Regions from separate parts of the Ovis aries genome. Here region 2 is linked to region 1. Evidence: chromatin contacts called from public Hi-C data. All regions are on one chromosome and are shown on one strand. Each heading gives the region's core, a stretch centred on a gene start, on an enhancer-like site or on the middle of the called end of the contact. The rest is flanking DNA. Distances are from core to core; before and after follow the strand shown. Region 1 holds the start of RANGAP1 (Ran GTPase activating protein 1). Region 2 overlaps ACO2 (aconitase 2).

Region 1 (3,929 bases), core at 714-3,213:
TCTTGGGAGGGGGGAATGGATTTAATCTAAAATAAGAGTGGTGGTGGTTGTTCAGTCGTTTAGTCGTGTCCAACTGTTTGCAACCCCATGGACTGGAGCACACCAGGGTTCCCTGTCCTTCACCGTCTCCTGCAGCTTGCTCAAACTCATGTCCATTGAGTCGGTGACGCCATCCAACCATCTTGTCCTCTGTCGTTCCCTTCTCCTGCCTTCAATATTTCCCAGCATCGGGGTCTTTTCCAAGGAGTCAGTTCTTCACATCAGGTGGCCAAAGTACTGGGGCTTCAGCTTCAGCCCTTCCAATGAATATTCAGGACTGATTTCCTTTAGGATTGACTAGTTTGATCTCCTTGCAATCCAAGAGGACTCTCAAGAGTCTTAAAGAAGGTATTATCAAGAAAGAAACAAAGACTTGAAGGATATTGGGGACTGACCCATGCAGATATCTGGGGGAAGAACATTCTTGCAAAGGCTCTTGTGGGTGAAGTGGGGGTCAGAGGAAGTGCAAGGAGGCCAGTGGGGCTGGAACACAGAGAGGGAAGGAGAAAAGAGGTAAGAGATAAAGAGAATTAACAAGAGGCCCCAGTCACAAAGGCCAGTTTAAGAACTAAAGCTTTTACTCTGAATGACAAAGGGAGCCACTGGAGGGTTTCTAGCAGAAGAGGGACTGTGATGTGAGTTATGTTCTGACAGGATCACTCTATCTGCTGCGTGAGGCTGGGAATCTCAAAGCTGCTTCAAGAATGAACGAGGGGATGAAACTGAACATAAAATAGCCTGACAACACCACCCCCCCACTCCTTGTAATTCTGGTTTGGGACAATTTAAGGCTAGAAAAACGGTGGTGAGGCGTCCAGATGAAACAGGAACACAGAACTTCTCAGCTGGAAGAGAAGTCCAGTACGAACGTACAGACGTAAACACACACACACACACCCCCATAGAGAAGTCCAGTACCTACGTGTACACACACACACACACACACACACCCATAGAGAAGTCCAGTACCTACGTGTACACACACACACCCCCATAGAGAAGTCCAGTACCTACGTGTACACACACACACACACACACACACACCCATCCTATCCACTATAAAGTCTAGGCAACTGGACCACAGAGAGATGAACTGACTGGTCCAAGGTCTGCAAAGGGCCAGCGGCGAAGTAAACGCAAAAATCTCCTCTCCCTCCCGAGCAGGAGCCTGGCACATTTGCCTCCGTGCACATCCACCACTCCTGCCCAGCGTCGGCAGTGACTCACGCGGGTCCCCGGGGCTGCGGCGGCACCAGCCCAGGTCCTCGGCGGGTGTGGGCCTCTTGCGAGGCGGCGGCGGGAGAGCGATGCGCGAGTTCGGGACGCCAATGACAGGCGGGGCCGCACCAGAGCCCCATCCGGGATCCCAGGCGGACGTTCACCGCCCTCGGATTGACACCGACGCGAAAAGGGGACGCCGCTGCCGGCTGGGCGAGCCGGGTGGGCCTGACGCCCTCTCTTAAGCTTCAGCCTCGCCGCTTGGGAAAAGGGACAGCGCCCCAACTCCCACCCGGCTCGGCGCTCGGCGGTCGAGGGCACAGGGGATGAAAACGGAGGGGGGCACGCAGAAAGCGCCACACCTTCCTCGCCCGGTTCCAGCGCCGCGCCACCCCCGCCTGCATCCCCGGGCAGGTGACAAGGAAAGGAAAGGGATCCCCGACCCTACCGTACACAGGCTGCGCCGCCGCGTGGGGCGACCGGAGTGCGCGCGTGCGTCCGGCGGGCGCGGACGGATTTAGGGTCCGGGTCAGGTCAGGTCAGGTCAGATCGGGGTCGCCGCCTCCGGTCCGGCGCTCCCGATGCTCAGCCCCACCGGTAGACGTCCGTCAGCTTTGTCCAACCGCTTCTCTCCGCTCGCACCTCCGACACCACCTGCTCCCCGCACGGCGGCGGATGATGGCGGAGGGAGGTGGATTTTGAAAGCCGGCAGTTTCTTTCCTTCGATTTGATTTGTCGGAGGCCCGGCCCGGCTTCCCCTACCCCCGCGCGCGCGGCCTGTCGGGTATGGTAGTCCGCTTCTCCTGCGCGGGGAGCGGCTAGACGCCGCAGAGTCGCGCCCGCGAACTACCATTTCCATAATACCCGCGCGGCGTCCCGGCGCCTCCGCTAGGTCCCTCTGTGCCCTCCCTTTTGCGGCTTCTGGCTCTTTCTCCCGGAGGCCGCTGGGAGGCGTTGAACCGCGAACTCCCAGGAAGACTACAATTCCCTAAATGCCTTGAGGCCGGGCCGGCTCCGCCCTTCCGGAAATGTTCACGTTCACGTAACTTTATTGACAAAGGCTGGTGCTGACGGAGACTCGAAGCTCAATCTGTTCCGCAAGCTAAGAGGTGTCCATTTCCTAAAGGGAAAACCTCGCTTTTTTTTTGTCCCATGAAATTGGAAGGACATTCGAGGACTTTCCCAAAAATAGCCACAAATTCCTTGATAATTAAAAGGACGGGGGGGAAATAGTAACTCTGTAGCAAAGAAACTGCCACACCACCCTTAACCACATTAACGTTCACGTTAACGCTACACTGACGCTGACATCCATCGCACACCTCCCGCAGTGCTGTGCTGAGAAGGACACAGCGTCACCGTCCAGTCCCCGCAACGCATAAAATTACTCTAATCGTGAGGAACCATCGGACCTACCCAACTGAGGAACACGTTACGGAATAATGTGTCTGTACTCTTCCAAAAATGTCTGTGTCGTGAGACAGAAAAGCTAAGGAGCTGCTGCAGATTAAACATGACTAAAAAGACACGATAATTAAATGCAACACGTGGTCCTGGACTGGAGCTTGGGGCCGGGGTACAGAGAATCACAATAAAGGGCAATATTGAGACAGAAAAATTTGTATGTTAGATAATAACGTTGTAAAAAAAAGATAATAGCATTGTTTCCATGTTAAACCTGTTGTTCCTTTTAAATTCTACCTGATTATGTAAGAGACTGCCCTTGTTCTTGGGAAATACATGCTGAAATAATTACAGGCATGATGTTTGCAACCTACTCTGCTAAGTCGCTTCAGTCGTGTCCGACTCTGTGCGACCCCATAGACGGCAGCCCACTGGGGTTACCCCTGTCCCTAGGATTCTCCAGGCAAGAACACTAGAGTGGGTTGCCATTTCCTTCTCCAATGCATGGAAGTGAAAAGTGAAAATGAAGTCGCTCAGTTGTGTCCGACTCTTAGCGATCCCATGAATTGCAGCTTACCAGGCTCCTCCATCCACGGGATTTTCCAGGCAAGAGTACTGGAGTGGGTTGCCATTGCCTTCACCGAACCTACTTTGGAATGGCTTAAAAAATGTATGCATTCATATGTAACGCTAGAGAGTGCAAGTATAGCAAAATGTCAACAAGTGAATCTGGGTGAAGGGTCTGTGGGAGTTCTTTGAACATTTTTGCTACTTTTCTCTAGGTTCGAATTTTTAAGTAACAGAATACAAGTAGCTTTTTTTCCACAAAGAACTTTTTAACCATTATATAAATAAGGTGTTCATTATAAACACTTCAACCAACATAGAACAGGATAGTAACAGAAAAGTAAATGTTACCCAAGAAACTCTAGTTCCCAGAGATCAGCACGGTCAACACAGGCAGACTTCTCTTCCAAAGTTACCTCTCACAACTTGGCCCACACACCCGCTTATGCTTTTGCTTTACCTGCAATGACAAGGCAATGACACCCCACTCCAGGACTCTTGCCTGGAAAATCCCGTGGACGGAGGAGCCTGGTAGGCTGCAGTCCACAGGGTCGCTAAGAGTTGGACACGACTGAGCGACTTCACTTTCATTTTTCACTTTCATGCATTGGAGAAGGAAATGGCAACCCACTCCAGTGTTCTTGCCTGGAGAACCCCAGGGACGGGGGAGCCTCGAGGGACACGACTGAAACGACTTAGCA
Region 2 (4,167 bases), core at 1,633-4,132, 180 kb after region 1:
TCTGGATGTGGACCACACTCACAGTCTACACTGTGTGATCATAATGAATTCTGTGTGTCTGGTCTTCATGGAGCAGGCTTTTACAACCTTGAGTTTTGGAAATTAACTGACTAGTTTTAAATCTTTGTATTGGCTGAGGATAGGAGGGCTGGAGAATTGAAACAGGTAAACAGTGTTCTCTGCAGCAGTTGAGTTTGTTAGGGATTCCCTCCGTGTTGGCCTCTTCTCCCAGCCAGCTGGCTTGTTTCTGGGGAAGGAACCAGGTCTTCTAACTTCCGCATTCTCAAGAGGCGAGACCCCTTGAGCCTCACTCAGTCTGCTGAGCAAATGCCTCGCCCAAGGCAGAGGCCCTGGGATTTCTGTAATATTCCAGGGAAGCTGCCCACCTTTCAGTTGGTGTTGACAATTCATAAGAGCCTTTCACCACTCTGATCTCATTTAGCGTCCCTGACATCCATAATACGTGTATGTTGGGACATAAATCCATATGACGGTGAACCACAGAACCTCAGGTAAAGGCTTTTGGCTGCAAAACAAGAAGACTGCCTCTCCCAGGCATTGTTGCAGCTTGCTGCTGCTGCTGCTGCTAAGTCGCTTCAGTCATGTCCGACTCAGTGCAACCCCATAGATGGCAGGCCACCAGGCTCCGCTGTCCCTGGGATTCTCCAGGCAAGAACACTGGAGTGGGTTGCCATTTCCTTCTCCAATGCATAAAAGTGAAAGTGAAGTTACTGAGTTGTCTCCGACTCTTCGCGACCCCATGGACTGCAGCCCACCAGGCTCCTCTGCCCACGGGGTTTTCAGGCAAGAGTACTGGAGTAGGGTACCGGTGCCTTCTCCGATTACAGCTTGAGGGACATGCTTCCATCGCGTCCTTGCAGTGGTCCAGTGAGGAGAGCACTATTGTCAGCTGCTCTTTATAGATGGGAAGCAGAGGCTTGGAGAGAAGCACATTGCCTGGGGCCCACAGCTGGGTGGTGGGGCCGGAACTCAGACCCACACATGGTGCCCTTTGGCCGCAGCTCTCCTTGAGCAACCCCGCAGCTGCAGAGCGTCTAGCACCTCAGGTGGTGGGTGGGGCTGCTCTGGGATTGCTGCCCCTATGGCCGCATCAGGTATCTTGGGGGGAAATGCTCACTGCCAGCTCCTCCCTCCGCTGTGCTGGAGCCAGGCCATGGGAGACTGTCCGCTCTCTGGAGAAGCCAGATAAGCACACTCCACACATCCACCACGTGAGGCAGAGTGTTATCGAAGCACCTTTCAGCAGTCAGCATTGTCCCTGGGCCTGTCCCAGGACACACTTGGATCCCAGGTCATCTGGTTCTCACCACCATCCTGGGGTTGGGATGGTGCAGCCATTCTTAATACTGTACTAACAGATGAGGAAACTGAGGTCCAGGGAGGCAGTTACTAGTCCAAGTCATACAATCGGGAGCTTTCAGAGCTGTTCCTGAGCCCAAGCTACCAGTCTCCCAGGTCTCTGGCTCATCCAGGCTACACTGGAGAGGCCCCGTGCAGGAGGCATGCCTAGGACTAACTCAGTGGCCCAGTGTCGGCAGGGGGCAGTCTTGCAGACCCCACTGGAGCCCTAAGCTCCTTTCTCTGCTCAGGGCTTTTAAACAGAAGACCTTGGATTCTTTTTCAGATCATTCTGGAAAACTATGCCTACCCTGGGGTTCTTCTGATTGGCACTGATTCCCACACCCCCAATGGCGGTGGCCTGGGAGGCATCTGCATTGGAGTCGGGGGTGCTGATGCTGTGGACGTCATGGCTGGGATCCCCTGGGAGCTGAAGTGCCCCAAGGTGAGAAGTGGGGAGGGCTTGTGTTGGGGTAGCAGCAGAGGGGTGGTTGGTGGGGCGAGTAGGAGATGTGGGACCCACAAGAGCTGAGCGCATAGGTCAGGCTCAGCTCTCTCTGGGAAGGAGGCAGGGATAAACAAGCCCGAGTGAGAATTCCAGCAGATAGGTTCCTGGTTGGAATGTGGGGTGTGACACACAGGCCTGTGCCTGCTTTCTTGCCCCACCTATTCAGGTGATTGGTGTGAAGCTGACGGGCTCCCTCTCTGGCTGGACCTCACCTAAAGATGTGATCCTGAAGGTGGCGGGCATCCTCACAGTGAAAGGTGGCACGGGCGCCATCGTGGAGTACCATGGGCCTGGAGTAGACTCTATTTCCTGCACTGGTGAGGACGGCGGCCGCAGGCGTGCTCCCAGCCTTTGCGGGCCCATGGGCCTGTGGTTGAGCTGTAGATGCAGCGGCTGGCCTTCCCAGGATTGAAACTCTGTTCGTAGGGCTAGAATCTTGTGTTCTTCTCCCGGTATCCAGCAGCCACCCCGACAGCCGGGACACTGGGCTCTGGCCCCGTGGTCTCTCTTTCCCTGGCCCTCCTTTTAACCCTGGACCACAAGGGCAATGAGAGCGAGGGAAGAAGTGATGCCAGCTCCCTGGTGCAAAGATGTGTATGCGCCTCTAGCGGGTGTGGGGGCCTCGCCCAGCTGCTCAGCCAGCCCTGTGGGTTCTGTCTCTATACAGGCATGGCGACCATCTGCAACATGGGTGCAGAAATTGGGGCCACCACTTCGGTGTTCCCTTATAACCACAGGATGAAGAAATACCTGAGCAAGACAGGCCGGGCAGGTGAGCCGGTGGGGGTCCTAATCCCGTCTCTGAACTGACTTCAGGGTTCTGAGAAGCCCCTGGAAGTCTGTGAGAGGTTATGTGTGTGACTGCTCCTAAGTGGGTTTCTGGAGCTCTCATCAGCGTCTCAGAGGCTCTGGCCTCTCAGCGTGAAACATCATGGCTCAGGAATTTAGTTCCCCTGGATGGGCATCCTTGGGATTTAGTAACCCTGAAAGGGCATCTGAGTTCGGTTCTTCTTGGCCTGGTCCCTGGCGCCCTCTATGGGAAGCTCTGGAAATGACGTGGATTTAATTCCTACTCTAGCAGGGAAGGAGGAAAATCATTTGGTGCAAGAACCACTTTCTCAGCCTCCCCCAACAACTTCCCTGAGCTTAGCTTCTTTGAAACCCAGAGATGGAAATGGGGCCTGGGGAGAGCTTGTTGGGTCTTCTGAAGGGAGGCGACTGGTGGAGCCAGAGGCTGGGGGACCTGGGGAGAGCTTGTCACTTTGCTTCCGAGCTCTTTGTACACAGAATCCTACCTGGAAGACTCTTCCTTTAATTATCAAGTAACTTCTCCTCCTCTAAAATCCAGTGCTTCTCCTCTCCCTGACTCTGAACCCCAAGTCAGTACCTCTGCTCAGTGTCCCCACGTTCCTGTGCGTCTCCCGTATTGTGTTGTAACTTCTGGCTCACTGATGGCGCCCTCGCTAGACTGAATTCCTCGAGGTCAGGGACTGTGCCCTCTGCTGCTGTTTTGTTCCTTTGTTTGCCCAGTCAGTGCCCAGGGCCCGCTGTGTGTGGCGGGTGCTGGGTAACTGGTCCTTATGGATGGATGGAGTCTTGTGACCAGTTTCTGTCTTACATGCTTCAGTCTCCCTCCCTTGTTGATTTCAGACATTGCCAACCTTGCTGATGAATTCAAGGATCACTTGGTACCTGACTCTGGCTGCCATTATGACCAACTGATTGAAATTAACCTCAGTGAGGTGAGGCAGGGCATTGGTTCCAAGGACTTTCTGAGGGTGGGGGTTGTTCAGGCGCCATCTGGAGACTTCTGGTGGGCCTTGGGGAGAGCTTGGGCAGGTCCCTGGCTGCACACCCAGCAAGGCTCTTGGGCTTTTGGTTCCCCAGCTGGTCATTCAGAAACGTTCAGTTTGCCCTTGCCTCAGCTCTCAGAAAAGCCAAGATTTTACCCTTGAGCTTGCTTTGTTGTGAGAATTCAGAGGGCAGGGCCCTAGATTCCAAGCCTGACCCTGGTGCCCTGAGACCTGAAGATCAGGGTAGCATTTGGAAGGCCAGAGGAAGGACGGGCTAGAGGGACCAAAGTAGCGGAACAGAGCAGCTGAGGGTTTAGGCCCTGAAGCCAACCCGCACAAGTTCAAATCCTGACTCTGCCACTTGGCCTGTGACCTTACTTCAGGTCACTGTGGGTCTCACTTCATCACATGTGGAACCCGAGGCAGTCATGGGGACTGAATGAGCTAATTCACGTAATAACTGTTGCTGATATTTATTGAGGGCTAATTGGGTGCCAGGCACTTCAC

The links. Hi-C and Micro-C count contacts between places; a contact is called where the count stands out from the background.
Region 2: a Hi-C map of hypothalamus shows a contact between it and region 1, with 3 times the contacts expected there. The contact joins the enhancer-like site here to the promoter of RANGAP1 in region 1. A contact is called at or near these places in 3 of 16 Hi-C or Micro-C datasets (hypothalamus, mixed tissues and muscle).

What each region holds. Positions count from the first base shown.
Region 1 is chr3:218,250,262-218,254,190 of ARS-UI_Ramb_v3.0, forward strand. RANGAP1 (Ran GTPase activating protein 1) reads right to left here and starts at 1,964. Exons shown (of 15, transcript XM_060413583.1): 1 at 1,706-1,964.
Region 2 is chr3:218,428,504-218,432,670 of ARS-UI_Ramb_v3.0, forward strand. It overlaps ACO2 (aconitase 2), which reads left to right. Exons shown (of 18, transcript XM_027968150.2): 5 at 1,646-1,804; 6 at 2,034-2,184; 7 at 2,535-2,639; 8 at 3,518-3,609. Among named protein-coding and RNA genes, the nearest start is that of POLR3H, 22 kb to the right of the region's middle. Within about 2 kb of position 2,883, at least 10 of the 54 cell types and tissues checked have an H3K27ac peak or open chromatin away from gene starts, as enhancers often do. A contact at or near this core is called in hypothalamus, where this site is marked.